Linked DNA regions of Xenopus tropicalis: region 2 is linked to region 1. Evidence: chromatin contacts called from public Hi-C data. All regions are on one chromosome and are shown on one strand. The core of a region is the stretch at or near the end of the contact, and the rest is flanking DNA. Distances in the headings are between cores, read along the strand shown.

Region 1 (2,771 bases), core at 141-2,640:
GCTTCAGGTGTTTTTTTCACTTTTCTCTGGATTACCTAGCAGTTAGGCAGCATTCATTAGACCAAAATGATGGACTCAATGGACAAGTGTTTTCTGTTGACCTATTACTGTGTTACTATGTGTTAGAAAAAATCTCAAGAGAAATTTTTGAAATGTGCTGTTTGAATAGGTATTCAGTCTCCTCAATGTAAAATTTTGTAGAGCCACCTTTTCCATCAACCACATAAGAGGTTTAAGACGGAACCAGCTTTGCGCAATGTTAATAAGTGATTTTGTTCCAATCCAAAAAATAGGAAAAAAGCTTCAGCAGGTTTACTGCAAAACATTTATTGTGGGTAGTGGTAACACGACATGTTTCGGGTCAATACCCTTTATCAAGCGTACCCAATATATAAAATATAAAATATTGGGTGCACAACAGAAAGTGCAAATTACCATAACAAAGTTTTGTAAATCATGTCTTGATGTTACCAGAAACATGATAAACTGCAGAAAAATTGTATCTTTTGTCCAGATGTCCTTGACGGTGCTATTTACCCTGTTAGCCAAGTCTGAGGGGTATAAAGCTGATGTCTCTCTGTAAGATTTCCAATGAAGATTTCAGGGAGAAAAATACCTTTAAGGGTTTTCAACTGTTCTATAGAAAAGGCAGATGACGGTTGATTAAAGAGGAGAGACGTGGCACAGCTATAGGGAGAGCAGACCGTGGCCTTTGGGGGCCTAAACAGAGAGGACCTGGTATGCAGGTTGGCGCACTGGAGGGGCAACTGTGGGTTGAAGAAGGTGCCTGGGATTCCAGAGATAAACCCTTGCATGGAGCACAGGTCTACTTGGTTGTTGCCAGAATTGCACACTTAGGGGTATATTTATCATGCTGTGTAAAAAGTGGAGTGAAACATTACCAGTGATGTTGCTCAGGGCAACCAATCAGCAATTAGGTTTCAACAGTTAGAAAACCAAAGCAAAGCATATGATCGGCTGCTATGAACAACATCACCGGTGATGTTTTACTCCACTTTTTACACAGCATAATAAATATACCCCGAAGTGTAAGACTTTCCTCTGAGATTAACAATTCCTGCTGTAGAAGACATCATGATTTATCCAGTGTTATTGGCTATTACATAAGACATCCGTTGCCAGCCTTTATAGGTTTCTGGCTAATAATACTAGGATTTCTGGCTAATAATACTAAAAACATGCTTTATTTTGCAAAGCCTATTCACCCAGTTTTATATTTACACTGAACCTTTCCTTAATGTCTCCCTGACCCTGAATACGTCTGAACCCCATGGCATTATCTCTTTACAGTGCAGAGCTTTTCAGCATTAAAGCTGGAACATTCTACTGTGTAGGTACAAAATCGATGGGTTCATGCAGACCACGTGACTATTAGTAGCGGCCAGGAAATGGCAAAGGAAGTGACGCGAAAACTACGCGACGCCACAAAAATCCACAGTCCTGTAACCGCGAGTTTACCGGCGCCGCCGGCACCAAAATTTGACCATTAGCGGAGCTTCCCTTCATAGCGCGGACCCCGGACACGTAACGCACTATGGAGGAGGAAGACGCTGTGAGTAAGGGCGTGTGACGTCATGCCCGGCGACGCTCGGCGAGTCACGTGTCGTAGTTGTAGGAGAAGTCGCGTTGGTTCTATTAGGGTTTTCATCCCACTCGAGTTTCTTCTACGTGTGGTGTCAAATGCAGTGGAAGTGTATAAAGCTTTAATGGGTATTGGATGTGCTGAGGCATTTCATGCATGGCTATATTGAGAAGAGCGATAGTTTGGGAATAGCCTCATGTGGGGAAGTAACTCATGGGAAATGCTATATTAATTTTCAGTTGGATATGTAATAAGGTGCCAAGTTTACTTTAGACTCCTTAACAACCAAAAAGCGATGTGCTTTCATTAAACAAATGCCATCTGCTAATTGGTTTTGTGGATTACAGTGCATGCAGCAAACTTTGTACAATAGTGCGTCACACTCATATTCACGAAAAGGTGATGTACCGTGTTAGTCAGTCAAAATGTTTACAGAATAACCCTTTTGAAATAAAAAAATAACAAAAGTGGTATAAAGGTGATACATTTATTGGCTAACTAAGATAACTATAGCAAGCTTTCAGAACATTCTAGTTCAGGGGTAGGGAACCTATGGCTCGGGAGCCAGATGGGGCTCTTTTGATGGCTGCATCTGGCTCACTGCCAAATCTTTAATAAAAAAAACAAACGGGGGTGTGGCCTGTGCTCGGCAGATAGACGTGTTCTAAGCCTTAGAACACGTCTTCTATCTGCCGAGCGCAGGCCACACCCTCCTCCGCATCGCATCCGGTATCATTGGGACCCACCCTACCTTGTCCCGCAGCATCCGCGGCCAAACATATTGTACGGCTCTCACGGAATTACATTTTAAAATATGTGGTGTTTATGGCTTTCTCGGCCAAAAAGGTTCCCGACCCCTGTTCTAGTTCCTTTGTCAAGCTGATTACCTCTGAAAGCTTGCTATGGTTATCTTAGTTAGCCAATAAAGGTATCACCGTTATACCGTTTTTGTTATTTTTTATTTCAAAAGGGTTACACTGTAAACAATCAAATTCACGTATGCTAACCTGGCAAACCATAGCTTTTTGGAGGTCAGTTTGGTAATAACTACCTTTTTGTTTGCTCTTTTTTAAAACATTAGCAGTTCTATCCAGCTGCCTTATATTAAGTATAAAATACATCAGACGAGAAAATTAAATGATTGTTTGAAAGCAGTGCTGTTCAACTA
Region 2 (2,771 bases), core at 140-2,639, 150 kb after region 1:
AGGGGGACTGTGCGCATTTCTGCACAACTCCACCTAAATCATATTTCATAATGGCTTTGACTGCCCAGGTTGCTGAAAGAATGAGCAATCTCTTTTTCCTTTTAATTACTACTAAATGGATGTTGGTACCCATGAACACATGGTCAGAACACACAGTCAGATCAAGAGGAGATTTTCCATGCGAATCCTGACTAATTGGCTAGGGATCTTAGAATACCCACAAATCAAAGAGCACAGAACCAAACCAATGGCTGAGACCGATTTCACCTATGGTGTCATGGGGTGGAATGAACTGAAAATTATCACATGGCAACTCCATAATGAATTACTCCTTGGTAAATACTTAGGACTTCTTCTTATTGTATTATTTTAGGAGTCCAATTTACTTTTGTGAAAGAGTGCTTTCCCCAAATATCCCAACAACAGTTACTGTTTGAATAGTGAAAACAAACATCTCATTGGTTGCTTTGGGTTACAGTTTTCCCATGTGTATTTATAGTCCATCCATTGACCCTAATTGTGACCACCAGTGGTACTGCCTGTTTCCAATATATATATATAAAGTATATATACATATATACACACACACACACAACATGCCGCAAGGGTATGTACTACAGAATCTGTGCGTGTATGCAGGGCACAAATAACATTCCTGCATCCCAACAATTCCTTTATTACTAAGACAGTGTTATCCATAATGCAACACACTCCACTTACTGTTTTGCTGTTGTTCTCCTGTTGTCTGTAATGGATATTGTTGGGCAGGGAAGAGGTCAGTTGCAGCTGTGGCTGTCCCTGTATTGCCAATGTTGTCTCAGGATTGTGGGGTTTCTTTCCGCAGACTTGCGGTTGTGACTGAGGGCTTGTGATGTGGCATCTGGATTCCAGAGCCTGTGCCTTGAGTTTTGGATCTTTATCAGACAAGCAGTCCTGGGACTCTTCCAATAACTCATCAAGCAGCTGAAGATCTTCATCTATGTCCTTTGGTCTCGGTCGGCCTCTCTCAGGCTCCTTGCCCTGTTTAGTGGGTGCTACAGGTTCATCCCGTGTCTGGCAGGCGATGGTTTCTTCCTGGGCTGAAGGCTCTCTCTTGGATGGAGATCTGGGCTGCTGACTGCTGACAATAAGTACACTGCTACTGCCCCGGCTGCAGCCACTGCCCATAACAGACTGTACACTCCGGTGGCTTTTTGAGTAACTTTTTAAGAGTCAATGGCATGTCCTGGCTGTATGTCTGTCCGAGTGCCAGTACTCATGCCACCAAACATTACCTGAAGCCCAACTTGCAAACTTCTCTGGCAATGTACAAAGAGCAATGCACCAGCCCCATAGAGTTACCTTTCAGAAAGTGCTTGGCTTTCACCTCTTTCATCCCCAGCCGCACTTCCCCCTGCCTCCCTCACTCTCCCTTTCATACCCTCTTACAGTTAAACATTAAAAGCAAGTCCCTCACACTGGCGTGAGTGCAGCTGCAGCAGGGAAATGCTAGCTCGGCCAGAGGAGTGTCATTCAGATCAGGGCCAATAGGCAGAGCAGAGGAAAGAGCCAGCAGTATGCAGAAAGGCGCATATGAAACCTAAGACTCTGAAATTAAAATGGAACGGAAATTGGGTGTAACCTGTGGATTTATACCAGAGCTGAGTGTACAGCAAATACGCCAAACCATTACAAACCAAGTCCTTAATGTAGCCACACACATAAGCAGACAAATATTTAGTAGTGGTGGGCAGTGAGGCGAAACAGGTTTTGGTGGGTGTTCCAATGCTGTTAAGCTACAACTCCCAGTAACCATGGGCAGTTTTCTGCTGTTGCAGGTGCTGAGAGTTGCACTTTAACATCAGCGGCACTGGCTTAGGCACTACTATTGCACTACTATTGCCACTGCTACTGTACTATTATCCTTACTCTCACATCACTGTCCCTCTATGAAAGGATGGGACCTGGCCATTTGATGATGATATGCCTATTGTCACTTCACTGCCCATTCATTAGTTGATGGGGACTGTACATCTTAAAATACACCCAATGTTATACTCTTGTCCGTTCATGATATGATAAGGCCCATATATTTAAAGATACTGTACACTGTAACACCTGGAACCCCCCCCTGTTTATTCATGAGATGACAGGGCCTGTATATTTATGTAGTTATAAACTGACCCATAGATCGATAGGTGGGATGTCCCAAAGTAGGGACAAAGTAATCCCACCTGTGTGTGGCCAACAACACTCACCAAAACAACAAAACACTTGCAGCCATCACAAGGGCCCTATAGTGGTGAAAGCTCTTTGGGAGAATGATTTAAGATGCAACACCAGGCAGTGACCCTCATTCTCACAATGACTTTACTGCTTTCTTTGTACATTCAATTAGTATTCTTATTTAGGGGCTTTTATGGCGTTCCTATCTCCTCTGACAGTCTTTGTATCAGCACAGGTCCTGTGTGTTATTCTGATGACGTCACAACACCCCCAGGGCCTATTTACTAAGCAATAAACTGTCACTTGAATTATGATGATCGAATGCATACAAATTTGCATTTGGCTTCTGGACATCAGCCGTTTATCAAAGCCTGAGGCAAATAAGTCCTTTGACACATTGGCTCAATGAATTATACCATGAGATCTAAACAGTATCTCCTGTCTAATGAAATTTACGTTGGTCAGATGGATATTTTTAAAGGGGAACTAAGGGTTAACCAAGAATTAGGCTAGAAATGCTACACATTATGGTTTGGGCATCTATACCAGCCTAGGGCGACCCTAGC

Evidence for each region. A called contact is a pair of places that touch in the nucleus more often than the background predicts.
Region 2: a contact with region 1 is called in a Hi-C map of brain, with 3 times the contacts expected there. The contact joins the promoter of MGC147302 here to the promoter of taf1b in region 1. A contact is called at or near these places in 2 of 5 Hi-C or Micro-C datasets (brain and neurula embryo).

Annotation. Positions count from the first base shown.
Region 1 is chr5:138,009,477-138,012,247 of UCB_Xtro_10.0, forward strand. It overlaps taf1b (TATA box-binding protein-associated factor RNA polymerase I subunit B), which reads left to right and starts at 1,391. Exons shown (of 15, transcript XM_002938888.5): 1 at 1,391-1,573. The coding sequence starts at 1,556.
Region 2 is chr5:138,160,886-138,163,656 of UCB_Xtro_10.0, forward strand. MGC147302 reads right to left here and starts at 1,390. Exons shown (of 3, transcript NM_001078942.1): 1 at 721-1,390. The coding sequence starts at 1,167.